3 separate regions of the Sus scrofa genome follow, and all the other regions are linked to region 3. A link is a contact called in public HiChIP or PLAC-seq data. All regions are on one chromosome and are shown on one strand. The core of a region is the stretch at or near the end of the contact, and the rest is flanking DNA. Distances in the headings are between cores, read along the strand shown. Region 1 overlaps PHACTR2 (phosphatase and actin regulator 2). Region 2 overlaps PHACTR2 (phosphatase and actin regulator 2). Region 3 overlaps PHACTR2 (phosphatase and actin regulator 2).

The links. HiChIP or PLAC-seq counts read pairs in DNA pulled down with a chosen protein or histone mark.
Region 1: an H3K27ac HiChIP or PLAC-seq map of alveolar macrophages shows a contact between it and region 3. The contact joins two enhancer-like sites. A contact is called at or near these places in 2 of 2 datasets of contacts at active chromatin or transcription factors (alveolar macrophages and skeletal muscle).
Region 2: a contact with region 3 is called in an H3K27ac HiChIP or PLAC-seq map of alveolar macrophages. The contact joins two enhancer-like sites. A contact is called at or near these places in 3 of 47 Hi-C or Micro-C datasets (brain, heart right ventricle and liver) and 2 of 2 datasets of contacts at active chromatin or transcription factors (alveolar macrophages and skeletal muscle).

Annotation. Positions count from the first base shown.
Region 1 is chr1:21,657,976-21,660,675 of Sscrofa11.1, reverse strand. All of the region lies in intron 1 of PHACTR2 (phosphatase and actin regulator 2), which reads left to right. Among named protein-coding and RNA genes, the nearest start is that of PHACTR2, 64 kb to the left of the region's middle. Within about 2 kb of position 1,430, at least 2 of the 83 cell types and tissues checked have an H3K27ac peak or open chromatin away from gene starts, as enhancers often do. A contact at or near this core is called in alveolar macrophages, where this site is marked.
Region 2 is chr1:21,678,771-21,681,470 of Sscrofa11.1, reverse strand. All of the region lies in intron 1 of PHACTR2 (phosphatase and actin regulator 2), which reads left to right. Among named protein-coding and RNA genes, the nearest start is that of PHACTR2, 43 kb to the left of the region's middle. Within about 2 kb of position 1,265, at least 4 of the 83 cell types and tissues checked have an H3K27ac peak or open chromatin away from gene starts, as enhancers often do. A contact at or near this core is called in alveolar macrophages, where this site is marked.
Region 3 is chr1:21,516,601-21,519,300 of Sscrofa11.1, reverse strand. All of the region lies in intron 2 of PHACTR2 (phosphatase and actin regulator 2), which reads left to right. Among named protein-coding and RNA genes, the nearest start is that of LTV1, 88 kb to the right of the region's middle. Within about 2 kb of position 1,345, at least 6 of the 83 cell types and tissues checked have an H3K27ac peak or open chromatin away from gene starts, as enhancers often do. A contact at or near this core is called in alveolar macrophages, where this site is marked.

The DNA of each region.
Region 1 (2,700 bases), core at 181-2,680, 140 kb before region 3:
TATAGACGGAGAAGGAATGACGCTGCTCAGTCAAAAGTCCAGTTAGATGATGGGCACTGAAATATGTATGAACAGAAGTAAGTATGTCAAATGACACAGGGAAGGCTAATTAGGTAGAAGAAGGAGGGTAGGTGATAGGCTTCTAATAATCTAGCTTTATTCGGCGTGAAACTAAAATGGATGATTTTGCGCCACGGTTGGCGCTGGGGGAGTTTTTTGATCTGTTGAAGTGCAGTGCCCAGGGCCCAGATTCTCCCAGGTCAGAGCTTTCTGTGGGGCTGACTGGCTTTGGAGCTTAATTATTTAAATGTTTCCAGACTCAAATGACTGATGAGCTAACATATTTTTAATTCAGACTTTCGCTGAGCACAATATGCTTGAAACAGACATCACAGGAGGCCTTGACACACTGGCACGGACTGAAAGTTCCACGCCCTGTATTTTATTTTGTTGTTCACATTTTAAATTACAGGCTTCAAACTTCATCCAAAGTTCAGGGGAACAGAGCCCCCGCACTAGGCTTTCACGGATAGGACTAGAGCTTGTGTTGTTGTTTTTAAAAAGGGAGAAAGGATCCTGTTAGAATAAAGAAAAAGAATGTTGCCAGAACGTTCTACTTAATTTAGCCATCCAAAGATAAACACACTGGTGATTCACTGCATGCTGATGTTACTATTTTGACATGAATTCTGTAGCTCGTCCCCACCCCCTCCCTGCCTCTGAGGAGGTGGGCTATAGGTGGGCTCATTTAGCAAAGGTTTGTTCCTCTCAGACTCCTTTCACGTTTCCCAAGGTTCCAACTATTTCTGATAAAAGCACTGGCTCCTGGGGACCCTGCAAAGAGTCCTTTAAAGAATAAAGGCATATTTGAGAACTGCCCAGTTTGCGGAAATTCTGTAAAATTAGGAGAGCTTACTAATCATGACATTTACTAAGTAATTTAATTTGACTCTCTCAACTGAATTATAGATAGTTCATAGTGCTGTGCAAATGAGCACTGAATCCAGAACATCGGTCTTGCAAAACTGGCCATGCAAGGTATTTTTCTTGTCCCTGGTCAGCCAGATCTGTGTGTCACTCTGTTCTTGGTTTCTTCTCAGTCTTGCATGTCTCATTTTTCCAGAATGATGGAGACTAACTAAGCTGGTCATCCTTTCTCAGAAGGTTTACCTCTTGGTGGGCTATTCTTGGTATAGAGGATCCCACGTACATGAGCTTCACCAGCAAGAAGGCGGTCTTAGTTATGTCTGTATCAGAGTATCGGTAATAACTTTGACAGCAATGAATAATACTGTAGTAGGTTTTAAGCAAGTGAATGGTTTTACTATAGACATAGCAAACCTCCCTCTGAGACTCACAGTATCCACCTATGAGGCTATTCCTAGGGCTCAGCAGCACTGGCCACAAGTCCTGTGACCTCACGTGGCTGGTCCACACCCTTTCTGGCTCCACCCTGCATCCTGTGCCAAAAGTCCCATGGCTGTCAAGTTACTCGCCATCCTGCCTCCTTCTAGCCTTTGCTCCCAGCGTCTGTGTCCAGGTCACATCAGTCTGCCCCATACTCTGGATCTTTCTTCTTACTCTTTTTTTTTTTTTCTTTTTAGGGCCACACCCAAGGCACATGGAAGTTCCCAGTCTAGGGGTCAAATCAGAGCTGTAGCTGTGGGCCTATGCCACAGCCACAGCAACGTGGGATCCAAACCGTGTCTGCGACCTACACCACAGCTCACAGCAATGCCAGATCCTTAATCCACTGAGGGAGGCCAGATATTGAACCCACATCCTCATGGATCCTAGACAGGTTCGTTAACTGCTGAGCCACAAAGAGAACTCCTTTCTTTTCTACTTTTGACATGTGTTTCCCTCCTTGGTGTCCTCACTCTCCACACTGTTGAAGATCCCAGTCATCCGTATTTTGGGAAAAGCCACTGCGGGAGAGGGACAGGAATGACTTCCAGAAAGACAATTACTCACCACCACTCTCAAGAAATGAGAGGACCTAATGGCACTTTGAGCTGATGGCCAGTCCTCCTTTAAGGTGTGCTGTGGAGGTCAAGAATACCTCCGTGGCCATGCTTTGTCATCTTAAGCAGTGGTACTGAAACATAATCGAGGCTTCCAGGAAAGTGGTGAAGTCCTCATGAATTTTCATCAAATGGTTAAAGGTGATTCCTTTTACTCAAGGTGATTATCCGTAGTCCTTGAAGAAGAACTAAAGGTCCTTGACTTTGTCGAATGGCTGAACTATTATGCTTGACTGTTTTCCTTTTTTGCTGCATTTTCTCACTTCTCTGATTAAATTGTCTCTTTGACTAAAGTTTTTCTATAGACAAAACAGCACGTGGAGCCCATGAGTGTGGGTCCATCTGGGATGGCCTCCCAGGGTCCTGTTCTGTTACAGTGTTAGCCTCAGGGGGCATCCTGGACTCAGTTTTTTTCAATGCCCATGTGCAGTTAGATTGTTGGAAGTCCCCCAAGTCTGTCACATTGGCATTCTTCTTTATAATTCCTCTGCTTTCTTCTCTTACTAAATACTCATTCACTACCTGCTCAAATCCCACTCCTGGTACCCTTTCCAACACCCCTCCCACCACCCACCATGCTTTCGACCCAACACCCAAGACCTCAGATGCACTTAGGAGGGCAGCAGGAGGGACTATGGCTGTCTTTGAACAGTTTCCAGGGGGAGAAAACCTTTAT
Region 2 (2,700 bases), core at 16-2,515, 160 kb before region 3:
TGTCAGATTAGACTTCTCAATATTTACTTGGCTAGTTAATTACAACAAAATATCATGGGAACATAATTTAGACCTATAGTCAGACAAATAAACAAATAATCATCAATAACTCTGAAAACATTTCCAACCAATAAATTATTTTCTTGCATATAATTTCATATTTTTATTTTTGACTTCATATCTGCCAAGTATTTCCCCCCATTTTGTTTGGAGAGTCTATGAATGTCATAATTCTTAGCCACAGTTCAATAAGATAGCTTAGCTTTCTTGTTTACAAAAAATCTTAAAAATATAAGTTGGTTAACTTAGTCCTATCTTTACCTGTGTTTTAAAAATTGTTCTATATAGTTTGCATGATATTTTATAGGTACCAAATCTTAATTTTTTAAGATACCTGAAAATGTCATGGAATAATTCATATATTAACAATCTATCCTTTATATTCTTGGTAATTAACTGCTTTCAAAATGGCATTCGGAAACATGGGCTTACAGAAAACAAAACTCTCCTTAGTTGCTGTTTGAAGTTTGGCCACTAGATGGCAGAGTGGTTATACCAATCCGCAAATGTTAAACAAGAGACTTGTTATTTGCACTTACTAGCTTCTATTAAAGACAGAGGTACCTGTAAATGTGTTCTTTGAGTTTTCTCCTCTTGTAAAGTACTGTCGTCCTTGAGAAGCAATATTAGATGAATGACTTTTTGTTTTTAACTGCTTAATGCTTATTTATCTTCCAATCTATTAAAACCATTATTGGACAGTTTTATTAAAGTAAAAAAATCCAGTCCCTCTTGGGGTAAATTGTTTTCAGAAGACAATTGATTCTTAAGTACATTAAGTCTTTCTAAATGGGCATTTGTTTTCAATTTAGAAAAAAGCATCTGTGTCCAGACTGTGAACAATTGTTTAAAAAGTTTTTAGAAACTTTTTAAGAGTCCCTGTTTTCAGCTAATAGGGCATAATCACATTTCTGGAATGAGATATGTCAGAGAAAGCCAATGCCCTTGGCTAAATTGAATCTCGTTTAAATCGATGCTCAACACAGCTAACATAGATGTTATAAGCTGTGTATCCATAGGGTTTTCTTTACAGTGGCTGGAAATATGAAGCATCTCCCAGTTTGGTGCCTTCACATTAGATTACCCTTCCTGTGATAGGACTTGCAACTCATGCCCGATTCTCTTATTTGCACCCAGGGAGTGACTAGTGAGTGACTAGTGAGCAAGGCTGCTGTGTGAATGACATGGCTCTCATGACCCGGCTCGGGAAGCTCTCCCATCTCCACATTTTCTAGATTACGTATTTTACAAGTCACGTGGTAGTTTCCTATCCCTGTAAAAGGAAGTTTGGTGAGTTGCATTCATTCAAAAAAGAGCTGTTTTGAAAACAAAAGTGTTTAACAGACTTGACATTGTTTGACTTTCATTACTACCTAAACAGTTTCAAGTAAGAAGTATATTTTCTAATATTTAGCTTTTTGGTTTTAAAATATAAGTTGAAAGAGGTAATATTTCTTCATTTTATAGTTAGTAACCTAAAATTCTTTGAAGAGGGACAGATTTTCTATGGCACAGCTTATATTGTAGATAAACTCTACTTAAAATAACACATATGCACACTTATACAAATACACAAACAAATACTTCCATATCAGATTATGTTTTTATACCCTTTAATTTTCATGAGATGCATATTTCAGAGTTTGTGGTTAAAATTTGTAATTAGGTAAGCTTTTTCTTTGAGAAGCTCAATAAAATAATAATTTCTTATTTTCAAAGTCGTATTTTTAAATCTACCAGTAATTTTGTTATGGTGGATCTTCTGGTAAAAAAGAATCAATCCTTCAATCATTTTATTTTTGCTTTTGTGCCAAATCTTGTTAGGAAATGTGGAAGATATGAAAAGGTAGACAGTTGCTCTGGTTCCTGCCCCTAGGAACTCACAGCCAGGGCCCCAGCCTTTTAAAATAAAATATTACATATGTATGGAAATTAAATTATGATCATAAACAGTATCAAAATGAGAAGGGATTCTAGGGGTTCAAGGAGTTAGGAAGGGCTTTGGAAGAAGGGAAGATTTTAATGTTCATATGTTAACCGTTAATGGTTATATACGATTTTTATGTTTAAAAAGTGTGGGAAAAACCCCAGCCAGAAGAAATGGGACGGGCAGAGGCCTTGAGATGAGAGCGGTGCAGATGAGTTTTCAGTTTGAAACCTGAAATCACAGGTTAAGGGAATGACAGATGCAGAAAAAGTGATCTATTGAAACCCTACGAGGCAAGACCCTGAACCCAGGAGACTTTGTGCTACAATCTCTTATCAGTGGGGAGCAGCTGAGAAGGTCTGACAAGATATTCTGAAAGTCTTGTTTTAAAGAGTTTAATTCAGCAATCATCTAACAGGGAAAAAATGAGAGAAGAGAGATGCAGGGAGAGCCATGAAACACCTATATAAGTAGCATCAAGGAGTTCCCGTTTTGGCTGAGTGGTTAACGAATCTGACTAGGAATCATGAGGTTGCGGGTTCGATCCCTGGCCTTGCTCAGTGGGTTAAGGATCCGGGGTTGCTGTGAGCTGTGGTGTAGGTCGCAGACGATGCTTGGATCTGGCGTTGCTGTGGCTCTGGCATAGGCCAGCGGCTACAGCTCCAATTGGACCCCTAGCCTGGGAACCTCCATATGCCGAGGGAGTGGCCCTA
Region 3 (2,700 bases), core at 96-2,595:
CTAGAGACATGTGCCTTTCATGGTCTCACCCTTTTTGGGGTTGACTCTCTTCGAATGTGAAGAAACAGGAAATGGAAACACACAAACTCTTCATTAAAGGGGATGAAGCCCAGAGCACCTGTCTAGTGCATTTGAGTCTCTCATGAGTTTACGAGTCAGCCTGGAAGAAGGAAGGACAAGCAGTGTTTCACGTAGCTCACAAACCCTGGCCTCTAATTACTCTCCTGAGATTACTTGTACTTCCTGGCCCATCTGGGATCGGGGACTTGCTCATTGTTCTAGTACTGAACCTTTGTCCCTTGGGAATAAAACCCACGGGTCCCCTTGGATGGATTTACCATGGCAGTTTCCAGCTCCCCCCCCCAAAAAAAGCAGTGATATCAGCTGTTGCTGCTGCTTGCAGAAGACAAAGGCCATCACCTCTTCTCCCCTCCCCCCTCAGCTTTTCCTGTCCCCTCTGTCACCTGCAGTTTTAAAAGTATTACATACAATGTATTACGTACATTGGCCCCTGAAAAAGAATGACGCTGAACAGTTTGTGAAAAATGAAAAAGGGAAAAATTAAAATGAATGTTTGAATTGGCCTAAGAAAGCCTGGGAGGATACATACACAAGATGCTAATAAAAGTGGTTGTTTTCTTGTGGAGTAAGAGTGAGGTTCGGTTTGAAGAAGGGGGCAGGGAGGAAGTGAGATTTTTCTACTGTATCCTTTTATAAGCTCTGAGAATGTATCACCATCTAAAAAATTGCCCATTTAAAATTAACTTTAGGGAGTTACCATCGTGGCTCAGTGGTAATGAAACCGACTAGAACCCGTGAGGGTGTGGCCTTGCTCAGTGGGTTAAGGATCCTGTGTTGCTGTGGCTGTGGTGTAGGCCGGCAGCTGCAGCTCCATTCGACCCCTAGCCTGGGAATCTCCATATGCCGTGGGTGCGGTCCTAAAAAGACAAAAAGAAAAAAATAGAAAAGAAAATTAACTTTAAAAAGGTTTCTTCTGTCTCACATCTTGAAGGAAAATTGGAAACTGTTGTGGCTCTCCTGAGGAGGTTGAAATTTTTGTCATTATCAGCTCACATTAGAGGATGCAAGTGGTAGGCTTTTGGTTAGATATATTTGGGTTCAGTCACATTGTGAGTAGGCAACTGGAAAGTATGTTTGGCCTCTTTCAGTCTCGGTATCCTTATCTATTTGAGGGAAATGGAAATAATTGATTAGCCTGTCTTTCAGGAATATTGGGAGGACCGATGAGAAAATAAATATAAAAATGCTATCTAAGCACCAAATAAATGGATGATTACTCTCAGGTCTTTGGAGGAAGTTGTGTCATTGATTTCCCAAGAGAAGGAACAGACCTACTCATCTTCCTCTTTCTTAAGGCCTGGTCAAGTTTCAAGCTCATGAGAGGGGAAAAGGAGGGTCTGTGTAGTTTTTCTTTCATCTTTCTACCTTGAAAACCTAGAGAATCTTTGGCCTCTGCTGGAAGAAAATTCAGCATTAAAAAACACCTCTTTCACATCTTTTTGATTAGAGCTTTTCACTGCTGATGAATAATAATAGTCCTAAGCAAACAAGGAACTTATTGGTTCACTAACTGAAAGTCCAGGTCTGACAGCCTTCAGGCATGGTTGGATCCAGGTCCTTAGAAGCTAAGATTAGGAACCTGCCTCCTTCTTTTGAGTCTGTATTCCTCTGTTGGTTTCTGGTGGGTTTTTATCTGTTTGTCTGATTTTTTGGGGAGACTTAGGCTCTCCTTTTATGGAGGCAAAGTGACTGATTACCAGCATCCCATGGCTCCTATTCAGCTAGTTTTAACAGATCCAGAAGAAAAAGACACCTTCTTTTCCTGTTGTTCACCAGAATTCTTGGGCCTGGATCTTGTTGCTACAACTTGGACACTCCCTGAAAAAAAAAAAAAAAAAAAAGACTGAAATGCACAATATCTACTCTGTGCAAAGTATCATTCTTGGTATGATGGAAATGAAATGATGCACAAGACACCCCTCCTTGGTCTTAGACTAGAGACGTGAATGTGCGACTCTGTGCACATGTTGCAATGAAAAATGTAGTAAGTGCTATAGCAGCAATAATAGTAAGAGCTAACATTTATTCAGTGCTTTCTAGATCCTGGGTGCTAGTCTAACATTTACTTAACTCATTTAATCTCTAGAAGAATGAGAAGGTAGCAGCTATTATCTCGTTTTGTAGATGAGGAAGCTGAGGCACAGAGAAGTTATTGAAAAGTGTTCTAGTTAGAAAACAAACGTACGGTTACCAAAGGGGAAGGAAGCGGGAGAGGGACAGATTAGGAGTTTGGGATTAGCAGATATAGACTACTGTGTACGAAACAGATAAAAAACAAGGATCTACTTTGTAGCGTAGGGAACTATATTCAATATCTGGTAATAACCTTTGGGAAAAGAATCTGAAAAAGTATATGTGTGTGTGTGTGTGTGTGTGTGTGTGTGTATCACAACATTTTCCAATTGGAATTCTTGCTGTGGGTTAAAGCAGGTTAAAGACCCAACATTGTCTCTGTGAGATGCGGGTTCAATCCCTGCCCTCACTCAGTGGGTTAAGGATCCAGCATTGCCACAAGCTGCGGCTTAGGCCATAGATACAGCTCGGGTCCAATGTGGCTGTGGCTGTGGTGTAGGCTGGGAGCTACAGCTCCAATTCGACGCCTGGCGCAGGCACTTCCAT